Regions from separate parts of the Mus musculus genome. Here all the other regions are linked to region 3. The links are chromatin contacts, called in public promoter capture Hi-C maps. All regions are on one chromosome and are shown on one strand. Each heading gives the region's core, a stretch centred on a gene start, on an enhancer-like site or on the middle of the called end of the contact. The rest is flanking DNA. Distances are from core to core; before and after follow the strand shown. Region 1 holds the start of Rps10 (ribosomal protein S10). Region 2 holds the start of Fahd1 (fumarylacetoacetate hydrolase domain containing 1). Region 3 holds the start of Rab11fip3 (RAB11 family interacting protein 3 (class II)).

Region 1 (3,944 bases), core at 1,318-3,817, 1.6 Mb before region 3:
GAGGATTCTGTTACAGTTTGTCTTACAAAGGCAGTCTCTTTAAAACATACCTCACCACGTCTGCTGTTGTTTGAAATCCTCCAGAGGACCCCTGGGAGAGCAGTCAGTGCTCTTAACCACCCCGGCACCCCCCCACCTCCTGTAGCTGAGGATAAGCTTGTACTTGCCGGCCTCCTGCCTCCACCTCTCAAGAGCTGCGGTGACCGGGTCTTAGCCACAGCACACCAGGTTTATACTTTATACAACACTCAGGGCTTCCTGAGGGCTAAGCTGGGATGGTGCCAGCTGAGCCACAGACTCTCACCGCTCCGGCCGAGGTCACATTGTCCTGGCTGTTGTCACCCTGGCTCTCTACCACACAGAGCCTTCTCTGCCTCCTCCCTCTTCTGAGTCTTCTATGTAGGCTTTGGCTTCCCCACTCCCACTCCGCTATTCGCTCCTACCAGGCTCCAGTCATTTTCTTTGTATGTTCTTGGCATATTATGGGTTTAAATATTGCTTGGGGCTGGTGAGATGGCTCAATGGGTAAGAGTACCTGACTGCTCTTCCAAAGTTCTGGAGTTCAAATCCCAGCAACCACATGTTGGCTCACAACCATCTGTAATGAGATCTGACACCCTCTTCTGGTGTGTCTGAAGACAGCTACAGTGTACTTACATATAATAAATAAATCTTTAAAAAATATATATTGCTTGATGCATGCATTGCTCCTATCCACTTCAGCCCAAACGGCTTTTAGGCCCAGTGTTGGGGCCTGGGTGTCTGGCAGTTGCAAGGTAGCCAGGGAATCCCAAGATATTTATCCTACATCACCAGAAATTTGGGAGCTCTTGGCACAAAACCAATACAACTGAGATGAAGCCAAGCGTGGGGGTTGGGGAGCACAGTTGTCGGGAAAGATTCAGATGGAGCCGGCAAAGGTCACAAAGGAGAGCAGAGTCCTCAGGAACAAAAGGCTTTTATGGATTTCCTGGGATGAGCTAACTGGAGGGCCCATTAGTTAACAGCAGCGTGGGAGGCAGAAGCAGAGGGTAGCTAGGAGTTCCAGCCCAGCCTCATCTCCAGCCGGCCAGTCAGAGACTCCGCCTGGAACTATCTTGTTTTAGATGCTTACAGCCGCACCTGGTTTCTCAGCACTTGAGGCTGTGGCTGGGAGATCTCAAGATTGACCGCAGCCCAGGCTACAGAGCAGGACCAGACTGTGGCAGCCCATCTCAGTCCCCCATCAGACAACTGTAGACCTGCGGTGGGTGGAAAGACAGAAGTTAAAGCAGCATGGGGGCGGGGGAGGGGAGAAAAATTCCTCCCCTTGGCTTTCGTGTTGATTGACAGACAGTAAATGTCAACACAATACAAATTGTCTGTAAGGAGTATTTTCAGGAGCTGTCCTCCCAACCAGAGGTGAGGCAGTCCTTCACCTCCTCCGGTGCTGCCACCACGCATGGTCAGTTAATTTGATGCTGGCTTCGTGCTTGTGGCCGGGGTGTTGAGAAGACAGCTCATCAACCAGGCATGGTGGTGCACGCCTGCAATGCCAGCATTTGTGAGGCAGAGGCAAGAACAAAACCTTGTCTGCAATAAGCGAACACACACAATAAAGAAACCGTTTAGTCAGACAGGTAAAGGAGAACTAGAAATTAAAATCAACAAGGTGGGGTGCATTTCTTTGGGCATGGCTGGTTTTGTTTTGAGACTGTGCCTCTAGCTGGCCTGGAACTCGCTGTTTACACCAGGCTGGGCTTGAACTCAGGGAGATCTGCTTGCCTCTGCATCCGTACTGCACATCATGCCTTGCCTTTTAAATTAATTACTATTATTTATTATTATTATTATTATTATTATTTTTTTTTTTTTTTAGGGAGGGTCTTACTTGGATGTGTCTCGCCTGGACGCTACCCTGCCTGATGACTAACATTTCTTTTTTTGTTTGTTTGTTTTTCGAGGCAGGGTTTCTCTGTGTAGCCCTGGCTGTCCTGGAACTCACTTTGGGGACCAGGCTGGCCTCTGAAATCCGCCTGCCTCTGCCTCCCGAGTGCTGGGATCAAAGGCGTGCGCCACCACGCCCAGCATGACTAACATTTCTTATTTGAGAGGCTTTACGAAGCGTAAGTAAAATTTACTCCAGTATAAGCAGGGTTAATGGGGATGTCAGTTTCTTCCTGCGAATGAGTCTGGAATGTGTAAAAAGTGTACCAGCCATGTATGCTTTTTTTTTTTTTTTTTTTTTTTTTTTTTGTCCTTCCGGGACAAGGTCTCAGGTAGCTCAGGCTGGCCTAATCTATCCCTGAACTCTTAGCCCTCCGCCTCCATCCCCACCGGGCAATGCGGACCGGCCTCTCTGCACCAAGCGCCTGCACCCCAGCTCCGGACACAACTCACGGGCTAGCAATCTCCAGGTGGGGGCGGGGTGGAGGAGGGGGCGGGAAGCGTAGCGGGATGGCTCGCACATGCGTCCTAGCACCGTCCCCACTCCTCAGGCACTGCCGAGGGCACCCCAGGCAGCGCGCGGGTCCTGCAGGGAGGCGGAGCCGCGCAGCCCGGAAGAGACGCTGCGCCGCGCACGCCCCTTCCTTTCCAGCCTCCGCCTCGGACCCTGCAGCCGCCGCGGTGAGTTCCTCCGGCGTCCGGGCTCCATCTGTCGCCATCCGGGCCGCAGCGCTGCCGTTGAGGGCCCGCGTCCTCCGGGGGAGGCGAAGGCCGTACTCGCCCTTCCAGCCGCTCGCCGCGCCGTGCCCAGAGGGCTTTTGTGGGGGGACGCAGCTCTGCGACTCAGAGTCGACTGAAGAAGACCGGCGTCCCGATGGCGGCGGGTGGAGGAGAGGAGTTTGAAGGCCACGTGTGGCGGGAAGCGCCCGGGCCAGGGGTTCGGCTCCCGCCTGCGTGCGTCCCTTTCGCGGCAGACCCCCTCTCTCCTCCCTGCTACCCTCCGGTCTCTGCGTTACCTTTGGGGAGGACTTTTCAGGGGAGCACCGAGCCCGTTACTTTAGTGCTCCCTCTGCGCAGGAAGTGGAGCCCTTTCTCTGGCCCCTCCTTGTATTCTTTAAGGAGTCCCCCGATTTTGCTCTAGGTACGACCTCTGGTTCTGATGGCCCCCAAGTATGGTTGACAAGGTTCTGTGTCTACCTCCCACCCCCAGTCACTTGGCTGTGAGAGCCGTGACAGCAGATACATGGGTGCCTTTTGTGACCCTATTGCATTAACTTCCTGGTAGCTTTCCTCCAAACTGTGGAGGTGGAGGGACCTGGTCCCTATGGTGCCTGTCTGGCGTTTTCACCCTGTGACAGTGGTGATTTGGATTCTGGCCATGATGCTAAACCGTCACGTCTTTTTTGCAGATGTTGATGCCTAAGAAGAATCGGATTGCCATCTACGAACTCCTTTTTAAGGAGGGCGTGATGGTCGCCAAAAAGGATGTCCACATGCCTAAGCACCCGGAGCTGGCAGACAAAAATGTGCCCAACCTTCATGTAATGAAGGCCATGCAGGTGTGGAGAGGGACACAGGTGGGAATAGGTCTGCCCTTCCCGAGGAGCCAGCTGCTGACTGACATGTGTCTATGTCCTGCAGTCTCTCAAGTCTCGAGGCTACGTGAAGGAACAGTTTGCTTGGAGACATTTCTACTGGTACCTTACGAACGAGGGCATCCAGTATCTCCGAGACTACCTGCACCTACCCCCGGAGATCGTGCCCGCCACCCTGCGTCGCAGCCGTCCCGAGACCGGCAGGCCTCGGCCCAAAGGTACTGATTCTGATTGCCCCAAGGGCCGCCTCAGAAACCGTTTTTTGGGGGTGTATTGGTTGCACAATTGCTTTTGAGATAGGGTCTCATGAAACCCAGAGGGGCCTTGAGGTCCTTATATAGCTGGGAACTTTAAACAATCTCTGATCCCATCTCAGCCTGAGGGTTGGAGGTCACAGGTGTGTTCTACCTCTCACAGCTTAGA
Region 2 (4,036 bases), core at 1,094-3,593, 1.2 Mb after region 3:
GCTTTCTGAAGTTCCGGCGAGGGAATATCCTTTCACTACATCCTTCAGGAAAGCAGAGACCACGTAAGTCAGCCTCTCCCAGGTACAGAATTGTTATTTTGGGGTTTTTTGGGGGGGTACTTTTTAGGTTTGGGGCTTGATTGATTGATTTTTTTAGGTTTGTTTATTTATTTTTATGTATATAAGTACACTGTAGCTGTCTTCAGACACACCAGAAGAGTGCCCTTTATCCCATTACTGATGGTTGTGAGCCACCTTGTGGTTGCTGGGAATCGAACTCAGGACCTCTGGAAGAGCAGTCAGTGCTCTCAGCCGCTGAGCCATCTCTCCAGCCTGATTGGTTGATTTTTTTTTAATAGATCTTGCTCTGTATCCCTTTCTAGACCAAAATCACTGTGTAGTCCAGGCTGGCTTTCAAGTCAGGACTCCTTCTGTCTCCATCTCTTTCTTTCTTTTCTTTTTCTTTTTCTTTTTTTCTTTTTTTTTTTTTTTTTTTTTTTTTTTGGCAGGGGAAGGGACAGAACCCCAGGGGCTCCTACTCGCAACTCGAAAGATCTACACCTCACCCTAGACTTGAGAGCTTGGTATTTCTTCTTAAGAGTTCATACAGGCTGTGTTACCTGCCTGTGGTGTGACTCAGGCCTAAAGATGGCAGGACAAGGCACCAGAGCATGGCCGCTCACTCTCCAGTCATGGCGTCTGCACTAATGGACTTAAATCCTCTAAGCTTTCAGCCCTTCTCAGGCCTCCAGCCCAAGGAGAGAACAGTATTTTCTCAGCTATGGCCAGCATAATGGAAAACACACAGTGCAAGCTCCTGAAAAGAAGAAACTGCTGCTTGGGACTCAAGCATGAGGGGCAGAGAACTTATCACCGAAGGATTGTCTTGGAGTGGGCCAAGGAGGCAGCAAATGACCAAGGGACTCCACTGTACTTTTGTCTGAATTTGTGGTGCTGGGGCTTTAAGCATTCTAGGGAAGTGCTCTGTCACAACCCTGCTCCCCATTTCTCCTTTTTTGGCACAACAGCTGGGCACTTTCCAGACCCCTTCTCATGTTCAGCAAAATAAGCATTTCTATAAGATCAGGTTTCTGTAATATTTGAATTCCCCTAAGCCCTAGCACTATCCACGCCGATGGACAGCGGAGGGTGAGAAACAGGTGAATACGAGCCCTTTTATGTACTTCCTGGTAAAACACAACAAACCTGCATGGATAAAGATCATGTTATTACCAGTGCTCAACCCACTCTAGTCGGAAGAGAGCCTGACTGCTCTGAAGAAGATGCGATCACTCCTATGGAAGGAATTCATCGCTCCCAGCTCCTTAGTTTGCAACTAGGGACATTCTGTTTGAATTGAGGTCAAATCCACAGACACGTTTTATATTGCTCAAACGTCAAAAAACGTTTCAGAGTTGCCTCTTCTCACCAGGAGGGCTTCTGCGGCACCAAAAGCTGAGCGGCTGCTCAGTAGTTATTGTACCTAGCTCTTAAATCGCCTAGCTCTTAAACAGCCTTCAGCAGCGACACTAAGGGGTATCCCTTAAATGGAGACCCATACTTCTGTTCTCAACGAGCGGACTTCTTAATAAAGATGGTTCATAGACTTTCAATCACGATTGTTCCAAAGTTCCCGGCTAGCTGAATTCAGGCTGGCCAGCTCCGGGGCTTTGGCAACCCACTGTCGCCACATCAGACGTTAAGAGGAAAAGCCGACTTAAAAACTAAAGTCGCAACCCCAAAACTGGAGTCGGACTCTGGCCAGGAGGGAGCAGGTGCCAGCCCTCTGCCTCGATCCCGGGCCACGAACCCCTCCAGCGCCAGATGCCTATTCCAAGGCCCTCAACACGCCCGGCCCCGCTTCTCGCCCGCCCGGCGGCGCTCAGCACCTGCGCCTGGAAACAGCAAGGGCTCGCCCAACCGACGTCCGGCCTCCAGCACCCGGCCGCGCCGCGTCAGTACCTAGACACACTTACCCAGACCACGGCGCGCGCAGGTGGCTCCCAGCGCTGACAGGCTCCGGAGACACAGCGACCCGCGACCCAGCACCATGACCCACGGGGTGCACAGCCGGGTCGCGGAGTCCGCAACACCAGCGTCGTGGGCATCAACACTGGCGTTGGCGACTGCAACCAATCAGTGTCGTCCTCCTACTGCTCCCAACCAACCAACTCCTGCTCTTTACCAAAATGCCACGCCCTCAATCCATCAGTGACCGCCCATAGAGTTCACAGCCAACCAGTGCCTGTCTCGCACCGCCGCGCCGCCCCTAGCCAATCAGTAGTAGCTCCTGCCCCCCCCCCCCAAAATGTTCCCTAGCTGCCCTAGCAGCCTTGGCCTGTAGACTCGGTCTGCAAGTGGGTGTTGGAGGAGGCTGAGCGTGAGCCTCCTCGTCTCTCTGGGGCAGTCGCCTGCACGCAGAGACCTTTCGCTGACCTCAGCGTCCCGCTGCTGCGCAAGGAAGGGCGGGGCCGCTCCGACCTGGACAGCGTCCGAAGCCAGTCCTCTGGAGGCCGCCGTAGTCCGGGGGAGTCGGTGGTCACATGACCCAAAGCTGTACTATGGCTTCCACCAAACCGCTGTCTCGTTTCTGGGAGTGGGGCAAGAATATCGTCTGCGTGGGGAGGAACTATGCAGATCACGTCAAAGAGATGCGCAGCACCGTGCTGAGTGAGCCTGTGCTTTTCCTGAAGCCGTCCACCGCGTACGCTCCCGAGGGCTCACCGGTGTTAATGCCCGCTTACTGCCGCAACCTCCACCACGAGGTGGAGTTGGGAGTGCTTCTGGGCAAGCGTGGTGAAGCGATCCCGGAGGCTGCAGCCATGGACTACGTGGCCGGCTATGCCCTGTGCCTGGACATGACTGCCAGAGATGTGCAGGAGGAGTGCAAGAAGAAGGGGCTGCCGTGGACCCTGGCTAAGAGCTTTACGTCCTCCTGCCCGGTCAGTGCCTTCGTGCCCAAGGAGAAGATTCCTGACCCTCATGCCCTAAGACTGTGGCTCAAGGTCAACGGAGAGCTCAGGCAGGAGGGCAAAACATCATCTATGATCTTTTCCATCCCCTACATCATCAGCTATGTTTCTAAGATAATAACCTTGGAAGAAGGAGATCTTATCTTGACCGGGACTCCAAAGGGAGTTGGGCCAATTAAAGAAAACGATGAGATCGAGGCCGGCATAGATGGGGTGGTTAGTATGAGGTTCAAGGTGAAAAGATCAGAATACTGAGAGTAGAGTGCCAAAGGGGAAGGGAGACAGAAGCAAGGGAAATAAATGACACTAATAATGAAAATCTAAAAATTATGCTAGACATGTCAAAAAAGATGAATCCTTAAAAAATAACGTGATCTAAAAGACCTGGGACTGAAATAGAAACAGGAACAACGAAGCTAAAGGATATAGAATGCTTCCCAAGAGGGCAATGTTAAACTAAACTTTGAGAAGTTGTAGTTTTCTTTTCTAAAACTGAACTGAATAGACTTTTCAATAAATCATTCTGAAGTCTATACCTCCAGACTTAAAAGTGCAAAGGAAGTAACTCATTAATGCTGTTGGCCTTTAGGAAAGCTGTTTGTACAGAGCACTCCAGTTGATTTTTACTTGGGAAAGTCCTCCACCTCAAAGCCAGATAAGAATTTTGTTAAGTGAGCTCTTGCTGCAGCCCTGCCTTGTTTACTTTGGGTGTGGCTTCTGAGTTTGGAAGATAATTTTGAAATTGTTTTCCAAATAAAGACCATTTCTGTGTGACTGAAAAGAGCACTTTCTTTTCCCAGGGTGGGGAGCACTTCTTCCTCTGGGACTTAGGACCTTGGCCTTTGGTTTCCTGAGCACTGTGCCTCTTTAACTTATTAACCACATAAACCAATACTTCCACCTCAAAGACACAGGCCCTAGGGAACTGACAAGCCTGGAGATGCTGTGTGTGTTCATGCTTGCACCCCTCCCTGATAAAATGCCTGTCAGGATGCACAGCACAGTTGTCAGGGCCTAGTGGAGTCTTGTAGAATTAGATAGTGGCTTTTGCTGAGAGGGTACAT
Region 3 (3,884 bases), core at 49-2,548:
TGCTTGGTCTGAGCCAGGAGGTGTGCATTCTCTACACACTGGTTCTATTTGGGCACACAAATGCTGGAAGTCATAAATATTTTTCTTAGTTTTGGCACACAACAGGAACACCTGGCTCCTCAGAAAACTGATCTTGACTGAGAACACCAAAGGACAGGTGGATACTTACCATGACACACTAAATAGAAAGGTTGGCACTCACTGGAACTGCATGTGAGAATGTTTGTCAGTCAAAGGGAATTTCCAGTCCTTGCATTAGATAGAGGGGACTTTATTCTTTCAATATATATATTCCTCACAAAAGCATTCAGTTCTTACAGGAAAATAGGACTACATTTTAGGGAGGGAGCACATCACCTTCCTTTTTCCCAGCTGCTGGAAGTCTCCTATAATATGCTGGGAGTTTTGCTTGGGGATGACTCAGTAGATTAGCTGGCTGTACACCTGGAAACGGAGTTCAGTTTTCAGCTTTTGCCAAAACTGCTTATGAAACCATACTTGTCCATGGTGCCCACGAGTGTACAATTGGTTCATAGTTTCCCCTGGCTAAATGGCTAAATTTAGTTCTTGACTAGATGCACCTCATTGCTTCCAACTGGCTTAGTCAACTGCTCCGCATCTCTGAGCACGACCCTTTGATGATGATAACGGCATTAGTTAGCAATAAAGAGATAAGCGCTGTTTATGTAATTTAAAAACATGTTCAGAGCAGGGTTGTTTGGGCCAGTCTACAATCCATGGCGGCAGGATTAGGAGTTAAAGGTAGCGTGGGCTGCACAAGTTCCTGTTTCAAAAAGATACCAAACAACATATCAAAGTAAAACAACATCTGTGCCTCTTTATTTTACTGTGCGCTCCTGTGGATGAATGTGTGAGCCCCTTAGATCCTGTCCTTGTGTGAGAGACTTTGGATAATTCCTTACCTGGTGGGGCAATTCGAGCGCTCCTTCGCTCCTACTTGCTGCCAATTAATATTCTGGTTTGTACCACCAGTTTGTGAAGGAGTCACACAGAAGGGACTAGCGGCTTCTTTTGGGATATGCGAATGTTTTGTTCCCGTTCAGCAATAGTTTTCCAAAACCTATTCTCGGGCGCCTCTTCCTGCGACAGAACACTTCACTCATCCCACTCGCGCAAATCGTACGGAAAACTCGAATTGGGCAGAGCACCGTCGCCCCTAAGCTGTGCCCTCTTCGAACTCACCTTTATAGCAATCCATGGGGGCGTGATCAGGTTACACGGCGTGCTGACGTCACGCGCGACGGAGGGCGGGCCGGCGCCGGCGCCGGCGTCCCTCACTGGGTTCCTAAGCTCAGGCGCTCTGGCTTCATCCTCCGCTGCCCGGCCGGTGCCTGTCTCCCACCGTCCACTCCCCGCCACTGGGTCCTTACATCATCCGGACTGTGCCGCTGCCATGGGCCCGCGCCAGCCGCGCTGCGGGGCCGGGAGCCGCTAAGGTGCGGTGCGAAGATGGGCGAGGGCGGAGCAGGGCCCGAGCGCCAGCCTCAGCAGTCCGGGCGCCCCGCGCGCGCCCGCCCGCGTCGCCGCGGGGATGCCCGCGCCCGCCGCCGCGCCCTGAGCGCCTTTGTCTGCCTTCCGCGCCTTTCGTATCATCCCTAGTTTAGCCGGCGCCGGATCATGGAGCTGTGCCAGCCGACCTCCCTGTCAGACCACGACCAGCCAGCGTCTGGGCCCCAGCGTGGGGTCATGGGGCTGGTGGGGCCCGACGCTCCTCGCGGCTGGTCAGAAGAGCCCGAGGAACACGCCCAGCTTCAACGGTGGCCAGAGGGACCCAACGCGCCAATCTGCTGGCCCGAGGAGGTAGAGGAGCCTCACGCTCCTAGTCGCTGGGCCAAAGAGCCCAATGCCCCTCGCTGCTCGTCCCAGGAGCCCGATGAATCCTGTCACTTGGCAGAGGAGCTGGAGGAATCCGACTCCCCTCGCTGCTGGCCCCAGGAGCCAGACACACCGTGCCACTTGGCCAAGGAGTTGGAGGAACCCGACGCCCCTCGCTGCCTGCCCCAGGAGCCCGACACACCGTGCTACTTGGCCAAAGAGCTAGAGGAACCCAACATCCCTCGGTGCTGGCCCCAGGAGCCCGACGTGCCGTGCCACTTGGCCAAGGAGCTAGAGGAACCCGACGCCCCTCGCTGCTGGCCCCAGGAACCAGACGCATTCTGTCACTTGCTCAAGGAGGTGGAGGAACCTGATGCCCTTCGCTGCTGGCTTCAAGGGCCAGACGCACCGTGCCACTTGGCCAAGGAACTGGAGGACCTCGACTCCCCTCGCTGCTGGCCCCAGGAGCCCGACGAATCCTGTCACTTGGCTAAGGAGCTGGAGGAACCAGACGCACCGTGCCACTTAGCCAAAGAGCTGGAGGAACCCGACGCCCCTCGCTGCTGGCCCCAGGAGCCCGACGTGCCCTGTCTCTTGGCCAAAAAGTGGGAGGAATCCGACGCACCGTGCCTCTTGACGGAGGAGCTGGAAGAGCCTGACGCCCTTCACTGCTGGCCCCAGGAGTCAGAGGCACCGTGTTTGTTGGCCAAGGAGCTAGAAGAGCCTGATGCCTCTCACAGCTGTCCTCAGGAGGCGGACACAGGGTGCCTCTCGGCCAAGGAGCCAGAGGAGCCTGATGTCTCTCACCTGTGGCAGGGGGTACCCGATGCACCGTGCCTCTTGGTCAAGGAACCAGAGGAGGCCGATGCACTTCACTGTTGTTGGCCCGAGGAATCCGAGGAGCCGGATGCTCTCAACCCACCGTGTTTCTGGGCCAATGAACCAGACGAGCCCGATCCATCACGATGTTGGTCAGAGGAGCCCCAGGTGCTGTGCCTCTGGCCGGAGGAGCAGAACACAAAGCGGTGCTGGCAGGAAGAGCCCGATGCACCCTGCTTCTGGCCCGAGGATCGAGAGGAACCCATAGTTTCGTGTCTTCAATTTAAAGAGCCAGAGAAGCCCAAAGTCCGGAGCAGTTGGCCTGAGGAGCTGGAAGACTGCTGCCCTACGCGGGGCCTACCCCTTGAGCCCTTGCTCGCCGACGGCGAGCTGCTGCAGGCATGTCCCGGGCCACCCTCGGACCCAGGACCAGCGTTGTCGCTGCCCAGCGAGCCCGGGACAGCTCAGGAGGAGGGTGCACGCCTCAGGGCGGTATTTGACGCCCTGGACAGAGATGGGGACGGCTTCGTCCGCATCGAGGATTTCATCCAATTCGCCACGGTCTATGGGGCAGAGCAGGTAACAAACTGAGTACAGTTCTGGTCGGGAGAGATGTCGCTGATTTCTCAGGGTAGTTTCCCACGAATCCCCTCTTACCTCTCAGAGGAAGGTGTCCTCTCCTCTAACGTTACACTTGCTACTTATTTCCTAGATCTGGGAGTGGGAAACCCTTTTCAGTGCCTTGCTTCTGCCACCAGTGTTAGGACCTCAAAGACCAGACTTGTAGATAGATGCCTTTTCAGTAGAGTTAGTGTACTGCGTGTTTGCTATTTGTTGTACTGGGTTTTGTTTGAGAGACGGTAATTAGTGGCCAGAAGGTCCTAGGCATTAAAAAATGTTAATTTCTGGCTGAAGATGTAATCAGTTGAAAAGTATTTTCCTCCTGCTCATAGCCTGGAACTCAGTCCTCTGTATCACATAAAAGGATAGATACCTGCGCTACAGGAAAGTGTCACAATCAGCAAGCACAGGTACATCTGAAGGTGGTCATGATGGTGCATGCCGGTTGTCCCAGCGTCTGGGAGGCTGAGATGGGATTGCTGGAAGTTCAGGGCCAGCTTAGTCTGTGTAGTGAGTTCAAGACTAACTTGAGCTACAAAGTAAGACCCTGTTTCAAAGCACACATATGCATGTGTGTCCACACTCGCTAAATACACACCATGTTCTGC

What was found. Promoter capture Hi-C pulls out the DNA fragments that hold promoters and counts their contacts.
Region 1: a promoter capture Hi-C map of neural stem cells shows a contact between it and region 3. The contact joins the promoter of Rps10 here to the promoter of Rab11fip3 in region 3.
Region 2: a promoter capture Hi-C map of liver shows a contact between it and region 3, with 3 times the contacts expected there. The contact joins the promoter of Fahd1 here to the promoter of Rab11fip3 in region 3. A contact is called at or near these places in 2 of 39 promoter capture datasets (both in liver).

Annotation. Positions count from the first base shown.
Region 1 is chr17:27,633,867-27,637,810 of GRCm38.p6, reverse strand. Rps10 (ribosomal protein S10) reads left to right here and starts at 2,567. Exons shown (of 6, transcript NM_025963.4): 1 at 2,567-2,607; 2 at 3,336-3,485; 3 at 3,568-3,739. The coding sequence starts at 3,336. It overlaps Gm15420 (predicted gene 15420), which reads right to left and starts at 2,567. Exons shown (of 2, transcript NR_167724.1): 1 at 2,380-2,567; 2 at 943-1,241.
Region 2 is chr17:24,848,609-24,852,644 of GRCm38.p6, reverse strand. Fahd1 (fumarylacetoacetate hydrolase domain containing 1) reads left to right here and starts at 2,343. Exons shown (of 1, transcript NM_023480.3): 1 at 2,343-3,749. The coding sequence starts at 2,544. The coding sequence ends at 3,227. Hagh (hydroxyacyl glutathione hydrolase) reads right to left here and starts at 2,155. Exons shown (of 9, transcript NM_024284.2): 1 at 1,977-2,155. The coding sequence starts at 2,052.
Region 3 is chr17:26,066,932-26,070,815 of GRCm38.p6, reverse strand. Rab11fip3 (RAB11 family interacting protein 3 (class II)) reads left to right here and starts at 1,298. Exons shown (of 14, transcript NM_001162868.2): 1 at 1,298-3,234. The coding sequence starts at 1,639.